2 separate regions of the Mus musculus genome follow, and region 2 is linked to region 1. A link is a contact called in public promoter capture Hi-C data. All regions are on one chromosome and are shown on one strand. The core of a region is the stretch at or near the end of the contact, and the rest is flanking DNA. Distances in the headings are between cores, read along the strand shown.

Evidence for each region. Capture Hi-C pulls out chosen DNA fragments and counts their contacts.
Region 2: a contact with region 1 is called in a promoter capture Hi-C map of liver. A contact is called at or near these places in 4 of 39 promoter capture datasets (the C10 cell line, embryonic stem cells and hippocampal neurons), 2 of 484 Hi-C or Micro-C datasets (CD8 T cells and cardiomyocytes), 3 of 130 datasets of targeted methods (the NIH/3T3 cell line, bone marrow-derived macrophages and effector CD8 T cells) and 3 of 9 other capture datasets (adipose tissue, liver and macrophages).

The regions. Positions count from the first base shown.
Region 1 is chr19:34,548,164-34,551,986 of GRCm38.p6, reverse strand. Ifit2 (interferon-induced protein with tetratricopeptide repeats 2) reads right to left here and starts at 1,293. Exons shown (of 3, transcript NM_008332.3): 1 at 965-1,293.
Region 2 is chr19:34,877,673-34,881,784 of GRCm38.p6, reverse strand. Pank1 (pantothenate kinase 1) reads left to right here and starts at 2,330. Exons shown (of 7, transcript NM_001114339.2): 1 at 2,330-3,261. The coding sequence starts at 2,709.

The DNA of each region.
Region 1 (3,823 bases), core at 44-2,543:
TGATGGTCCTATCTCCTCCTGCATGGTCTTTTCAGCCACTGCCTTACTCTTTTGAATAGCACACTTCTCAGGGTGCCAACGTGTTCTAATTTTTCCTTCTGTTGTCTCGGAGTCTTTGTTAACATTTTACTGAAGTATAAGTGTGATTCAGGCGCATGGCCTCCTGAGCAGTTGCTGTCCTGATGCTATTTACACTGCTTGCTTTCAGCACTCCCAAATACTTTCCTCATGAGGACACAAATACCTCATTGTGCCTTCTTCATCTCTGAACTGCACCCTAATTTGAGATTCCCAGTCCCTACTTCTAACGTTTACCTCTCTTCTTCCTTTACCAACATTTAAATCCAGAAAATATTTTAGAAAGAAGAAAGAAAGAAAGAAAGAAAGAAAGAAAGAAAGAAAGAAAGAAAGAAGGAAGGAAGGAAGGAAGGAAGGAAGGAAGGAAGGAAGAAAGAAAGAAAGAAAGAAAGAAAGAAAGAAAGAAAGAAGAGAGAGAGAGAGAGAGAGAGAGAGAGAGAGAGAGAGAGAGAAGGGGGGCAGGGAGAGGGCGAGGGAGGGGGAGGGGGGGGAAGAAAGAAATTCATTGTGTCCACTCTATCTCCACAGAGAGGAATTCCTACATCAGCTGTCATTTTAAAACACCAAACCTGAGGAACACAGGGAGGTTGGGGAGGGGGAGAGACCATTACACAATAACATGTTAATAGACTTACAGAGTTGAGAGGTTGTGGGACATTAAAAAGGTTTCTGTAATTTCTGGTGCATTCCTTCTCAAATAAACAACCGGAAGTAAAAAAAAAAAAAAGCTGTTTTTGAAAGCCTTTGAGTGAGCTGAGGGTGGGTTCTGGATAAAAGAGTGACTAGATATATAGCTTAGGACCCAGAGTCCACCACGCGCCCCTAGTGGACAGCCCAGGAAAACAAAAGTTGCGTCCACCCACATTTAAGAGCGACGACCACCTACCTCTAAGTCTCATCTTGGTGCATCTTGCTGATGGGTAAAAAAGCATTAACTGCAGAAGGCCAGAACTTGCTTTTCGGCAGAATGGACGCTGGCGAAGGGTGCGTGGCCAATGACTCCTGACTGCCGGGTGCCGGATGTAACCCCTACCCACACTTGGTGCTTTGAGGGATCTACTACTAGACAGGGCTACTCATTAAAAATATCTTGCTTCACTCTCTTTCCTACATATTTGCAGCGTTAGTCGGGTGTGGCTGGAATACCTTAGTCCTTTGGGGGACTCCCCGCTGTTTCCTAAAGTGAGCTCCATCTCGCTGGGTCCCCACATCACTAAGGGCGGGAAACTGCACTCACCCAGGCAACCTGGCTCGACTACAGCTCCCAGGGAGCTTTGTTTTGGGGTGGTACTCCATCTTAGCGCTGCTTCCTCCCACTGTGTCCTGCTATTGTCGCCAGAGGGTGCCCTTCTCCGCCGCTTTTAGCTTTATTATCCCTAGATGCTAAATTTGAGAGTTTGCAGCAGAAATACTTCCGGAATTGGGAGAGAGACGGTTTTATCCATTCTTCCAGGAAGCTCCCATGAATTTTCCAGCCTCTGGGTCTTGGTGCTCCAGCCCAGCTCTAGCATAGAATTCTCCTTGCACAATGCAAGACCAGACAGGATCCTTTTCTGTCCTTTCCTATTTTTAATGTTTACTGATGTTGCTAACTGAAGCGGATTAATTCGCAGACTGTAATATTCTGGACAGCAGAGATAATACCTAGTTGATTCTTAGAGGATGGTTCACTCATTTCCAGTTTCCTAATAGTCCATCTTAGTGAGGGACATGATCCTGAATTGAATTCCTGGATTTAAATTGAAATTGAGACTCAACTGGCTTAGGGGAGATGACTTCAGGGGCTTATATCACTTGACTTTAAGCCCTAGGATCTGAGCTGGGATGGGATTTTAATCCCAGGGAAAGTAAAAATCGACTCCTGCAAGTGGTCCTCTGACCTCCGTGTGGCACCCTTGATAAATGGATGGATGGATGATAGATAGATAGATAGATAGATAGATATAGATCCAGATAGATGGATAGAATGAAAGATAATGACATTCAAAGTCCTTTAAAAGAAAGTGAGGTTCCAAGGCTAGGATGTAGCTCAGTGACAGAGCTCTTGCCCATGACACTGGCTTCTGTCCCTAGGACTGAAAGGAGATAGGGGATGGGGAAAGGAAGAGTTTTAGCAGTGAACTGTCATTCTAAGGATCCATCATACCCCTCCCTGTTGCCTGGTGGTTAAACACTTCGGTCTTGTCAATTTAGTTTCTCTTCTAAATTGAGTCCCCCCCCCTCCCCCTCCCCCTCCCCCTCCCTCTCCTCCTCCTTCTCTTCACAGGCGATGAGACATTTTAATCTAATAGTGGTACTTAACACTACACAGGGAGTCACAGCTCCCAGAGGATCCCTAAAGGCCAAAGGAAGATCCAGAAATATCTAGAGTTGCTGGTCCCCTGCCTGTGGGAACAGGGGTCAGAAGGTGGCAAAGCAGGGGCCTTCCTGTCACTCATAGATCCAGTCCTGTGCACAACTCTTGAAGTCCACCAGCTCCTTGGGCTGAAACCACAAGCTGGGCTCTCTACAGAACCATTCTTACCAACTTGGATGCAAAAGTCTCCTCGGATGGTCACAGGCTTAGAGTGAGTGGGGTTGGTCTCTGTTAGCATCACCGAGACTGTCTTCACAACATTCAGTCCCTCCCAGACCACAGCACACATGACCAACGGTGAGTGTACCTTCATTACCATCAGGCCTGGTGGGCTCCAGCGGGAGCTTGTGGGAGAGATCATCAATCAATTTGAACAGAAGGGATTCCTCCTGTTGGTATGAAATTTGTGCGGGCTTTGGAGAACCTTCTCAAAGAGCGCAGCGTTGACTCGAAGGACCAGGACCGTCATTTCTTTGTAGGATATTTCTACAGGACCCCTTTCCTGGCAGGCAAACACAATGCTGCTCGTCTTATAAGTACAATTGTATTTATTGTCCCACTCTGACCCCCAAGCCATTCTTTATGGTTTTAAGAGAGGAATGTAATCACCGTACTGTGGGGAGAGATTCAGCTTCTTGTCAAGGGTTCTTAAAAAGCTTTTCCCAGCCGGGCTTGGTGGCACACGCCTTTAATCCCAGCACTCGGGAGGCAGAGGAAGGCAGATTTCTGAGTTCGAGGCCAGCCTGGTCTACAAAGTGAGTGCCAGGACAGCCAGGGCTACACAGAGAAACCCTGTCTCGAAAAACAAAAGCAAACAAACAAACAAAAACAAAAACAAAACAAAACAAAAAAAGCAAAAAAGCTTTTTCCTTGCTAGACTGTGTGACTCATAGGGAGATAGTTTAACGTGAGTGATCTAAGAAGACTCTCACTGAGTCAAGAGGGGCGGGAACTAGTAGGGATATAAGGCTAATGAGAGCAGAAGTAATAACATAAGAAGATAGGTCAGAGGAAAGTCTAAATGAAACTGAGGGCAGTGAAATATGGGGAGAATATGTTCAAAGTACAGTGATTCGTTCATGAAAATCGCCTTATGTCGCCCTGTATAATCCTTTTTAATTAAAATAAATTTACTCAGTAGAGAATATATAGCAATATATAAAGCAAGAAGAAAAAAAATCCAAAGTCAAGACAAAAATAAAAGCACACGAGAGTGAGAATGACCAGCCTTGGAACAAGGTCAATCAGATGCATAACTAGAGGCCAAGAAGTAAAAGATGAGGCCAGGGTATGTAGCTCAGTGGTTAGGAGCTAGGGTGGCTCTTCCTGAGGAGCTGCTTTCAATTCTCAGTTCCCACAAGGTGGCTTCACTTCCAGGGACTCTGGCGC
Region 2 (4,112 bases), core at 1,081-3,580, 330 kb before region 1:
TCAGTGATAAAGTGATGGCCTGGCTTAGCCCTAGCCAAGCCCTAAACAGAACAGAAGAAAAAGTGGGAAGACTCTGGATTATTGTTCTGACACTGAGCAAGAAAACCAATGAATGATCTATTATGTTTCCAGTAAACTGTAACCTTCCGAGTGCAGTAAAAGCATTCATTTTGTCTTCGTATCCCAGGAGTCTGTTTTGGGGTCTTCAGCGTAGTACACACTTAATAAATGAGTGACAGCGAATGGGCAGAGATGGGGAGAAGAGGATTGTGGCTCTCCCTTCTCCTTACTGTTCTAGCTCTCCTGGAGCACATGATGGCTCATGTTCACCACCCACACATACCCGTGAATAAACCTGTGGGATGTCACCTGGCTTGTGCTTGAAAGGGAAGTAGGTGAGAGACTTTCTGTACCAGGACTTCTGCCCTGACTGGGTCTGAGCCACTTGGCTCAGGCCTCCCTCACCACGCCTGTGAAATCAAGCTGGAGGAGGTGTCCTTGAAGTCACTACAGTGCCAATCTACTCGGCTCAGATCTGTGAGAATTTGCTTATTGAGACGTGGCAATGGAAGCTTTTTTTAGTAAATTTACCACATGAAGTGAGAAGCCCTAAGATCACAGTCCCTTGTTTAGTTTCAAGTGAGCATCCAGAGCTTCCTCAGAATACAATGCTGGTGAGCCTTAACAGAGTATGCAAGGCACACTTAACTGCTTATCGGAGCAGTGGGGAGACACAGGGACCAAGTGGAATGTGACTGCACATTTATATTATTCCACTTCATCTTTGATGTCCCATTACTATGATCATGAAGATATAAGGGAACACATGCATTTTACTTTAACAGTACTAGGGACTGAACCTAGAGCCTTATGCTAGCCAAATGCTAGACATCTCCAGCATCTCTCCAGCATTTTTTTTTTTTTTTTTTTGAGACAGGGTTTCATTACGTAACGAAAACTGACTTGAACTAAGTAGTTAAGGCAGGACTTCAATTTGAGGTCTTCCTCCTCAGGAGGTTTAGCCTCCCGAGTAGTTGGGATGCAGGGCTGTGTTACTAGGTAGGCTATGTGTATTTTGTAGCCAGAAGAAGGAGGTATAAAGGGTTATAGGAATAGGGAGAGATTATAAGCCTGAAGGAGCAAGTTGTACAGAACTGGACAAAAATCAGATGGGCTGAGGCTGGATTACCTAAGGCAATTTCTCAAATCATATAAGCCCAAGGAAGCAGGGAAACAGGGATTAAGTTCTAGTTTTGGTCTTAGTCTCAGTTATGTCTCTGTGCCTTGGTTTCCTGATTTGAAATGACAGGTGGATGAAACAGAGTGGCCTCATTGATTCTGAACCTGTTGATTTTGGGAAGGGCTCTGCCAGAAGAAATCCTCAAACCAAATGTAAACCCCGGGCACAGCTAATGCCAGTTTTGGACCCATGGAGGATTTAGTTCAAGGGGTGGGTAGGCTAATCACAGGTCACTTTTGCTAGGATTAAGGTAGAGGGAAGTTCAAGTTGTTGAAGCTGGCCTTTGGAGACTTCGGTTCTCACCTCTTTAATACAGATGTTTTCAGAGGGTCAAAGAGCTTAGTTTGAGCTTGGTGATGTGCAAATTCAGTGAGGGGCCTGGCCTCTGCCCGCTGTATTCATAGTCATTGGAAACAATAGCCTGCCGTTATGTTCTCTCTATTCCTTCGTAGGGACAGAATCCCATGATAAGAAGTGTCTGACTGTTATATCCCCAGCCTGACTTTAATGTCTACATTAGACTCTTGTGGGCATTTATTATGTGCAAAGGTTATATTAGGTACTTTTGTGACACACAAGAGTCCCCTTTGGACAGACACAAAAGCTAAGGCCTCAAGAAGTCCCCAATACCCAAATGTGTCCCGCTTGCTGGGCACTGCCTATAACAGGTGTGTTAAGTACTGACTTTGTCTTTTGCTCAGTGTCAGTGGGAATCGGAACTGGGAACTGGGGGCTAACTCTGAGGGCTATCATGGTGCTGGTTCCCCTTCTCATAACCAAGGCAACTTTTTATTTCATAAATAACAGAACAGGGCATTGTCCCCTGCCGGTCTTTTCTGGGTGAGGAATGCGCTTTTTATAGCTTGGGATCGGTTCTGTTTACTTGGTTTCTTCTAGCACCGGTTATTCCTGCCTAGTTTTGTCCTTCACTGTCCTTTCTCTCTCTTCCTAGGTTTCCTCTCTGCAAACGACAACTCGAGAACACATGCTGTTTGTGTGAGTGTGCCAACCAAGGAATTTCACTCCCCTCCTTCTCCAAGGCTGCCTACCTCTCTATAAATAATTGTTCTCTTCCCTCCCTTCAGACCTGGGAGTAGTTTGGTCACATTAACGCACGCGCGCCTGCTCACACACTTTCGTGGGGCGGGGATGTAGCATGGGTGACCTTGTGAAGGTACTAGCCCACTGGGGATAGGATTAGCAAACCTGAAACCTCTGCAAATATCTGGCTTCCTCCGGCATTCCTCCCGAGGCTTCTGGCTGTCTCGTGCCTACCTCACCCAGTACCCTTTAGGCTCGCTCCGCCACACAAAGCCCCATCCGCCTATCTCCTCTTCGCAAACCCCGAGAACTTCATTCCGCACGTTGAAACTCGTCGGTGGCGGTGGCGGGTAGGACTGGGCATGCTCAGTGGCGGGGACAGGTCTGGGAGGCGAGGAAGCCGCATTTGAAGTGGCTCGGCCTTGGGATGAGGGGGAGGCGGGCTCCCCGGCCGGGGTCCACCGAGGTTCCCGCAGCTGCGCGCGATGCCGACACGCTGCGGGCGAGAGCAGCAAGCCCGGTGCGCGGGGCCCAGCTCGCCGAAGACGTGGGGACGCCGACGGGAGGAGGGGAGGAGCGCCGGGGCCACCAGCTCCCGACCGCGGCGCCGAGGCTGCGGGAGAGCAAGCCCCAGGGTGGATCGGAAGATCGGGGAACGGCCGACCGTGACCTCCAGCGAGGCTGCCAGAGCCGGAGCCCGCGCACCGCTCCGCCGGTCCCGGGCATGGGCGACCGCGGCGCGCAACACGAGCGCGCGGCCCTGCAGTCCCCGGGGGCCCCCGAGGGCGCCGCGGCCGCCGTGAACGGGCTGCTGCACAACGGCTTCCACCCGTCGGCCGCCAGCAGCCGCGACCCGCCGGCCCCACGCTTCCAGCTCCCGTCCGAGCTGCAGCCGCAGCCGCTGTTCGCCCAGCATGATTCTCCGGCCAAGAAATGCCGGCTGCGGAGGAGGATGGACTCCGGGAGGAAGAACAGGCCGCGTAAGTCCTGCCGGCAGGGAAGCGCCGGTGCCCGCGGTCGAGGGGGGCGACAGAGTGCCGCTCTGGACTGCGTCCTCCCTAGAGGCGTCGGGCGTCCAAGGTGGCGGCCCGCGGTGGCGCCTGTCTAGTCCGATCCGCCTACTGGGTCGGTCAGACACTAGCTGGAGCTGCTCCCTCGGTCACCGTAGCGGCTGGGAGAACGCACTGCCCGCTGTTATTGGTGGCCGTGGGGCAAACAACCCGACTGATCTTGGGTCTGGGACTAGGAGGAGGGCGGGCTGGCACAGCCCGGGGCTCACTGCTCCCTTCTCCGAGCACATCTTTTGGGGCGTGCATCTCAGGCTACCAGTTTGCCCTTTGAATCGCAGAGTAACCGCCAGTATCTAGGGCCCATTGGCAAGCTTAAGGAGGCGTGGAGTTTGACAATCCCCCAAATCACAGCCTATTAAACAGTGTTTCCACACAGCCAGTGAGACGGCTGGTGTAGAGGGAAACACCCACTGACACCATGTGGGCCGGAACGGTGTGGACCAATGAGGATTGCAGGTGGATTCCCCCCCTCCCCTTGGAGTGGGTCGAGTTGAGTGTTTGTAATTGTACAACTCCAAAAAGTGCGTTGTTTCACAACCTGAGACTTGTATATATAATGGTAGACTGTAAAGGGTACCTTCCCCACCTGACATTCTGGGATGTCAGTTTGTAGGTAGAGATTACGAGTTGTTTTGTTTTGTTTTGTTTTGTTGTTGTTGTTTTTTTTCCTTATCTGAGCCTAACTCCATTCAACTGGTTACCTCTTTGTGGGTGTCTTTAATGAAGCTTGTAAATGGCAGAAAGCAAAGTAAGTAGAGTCC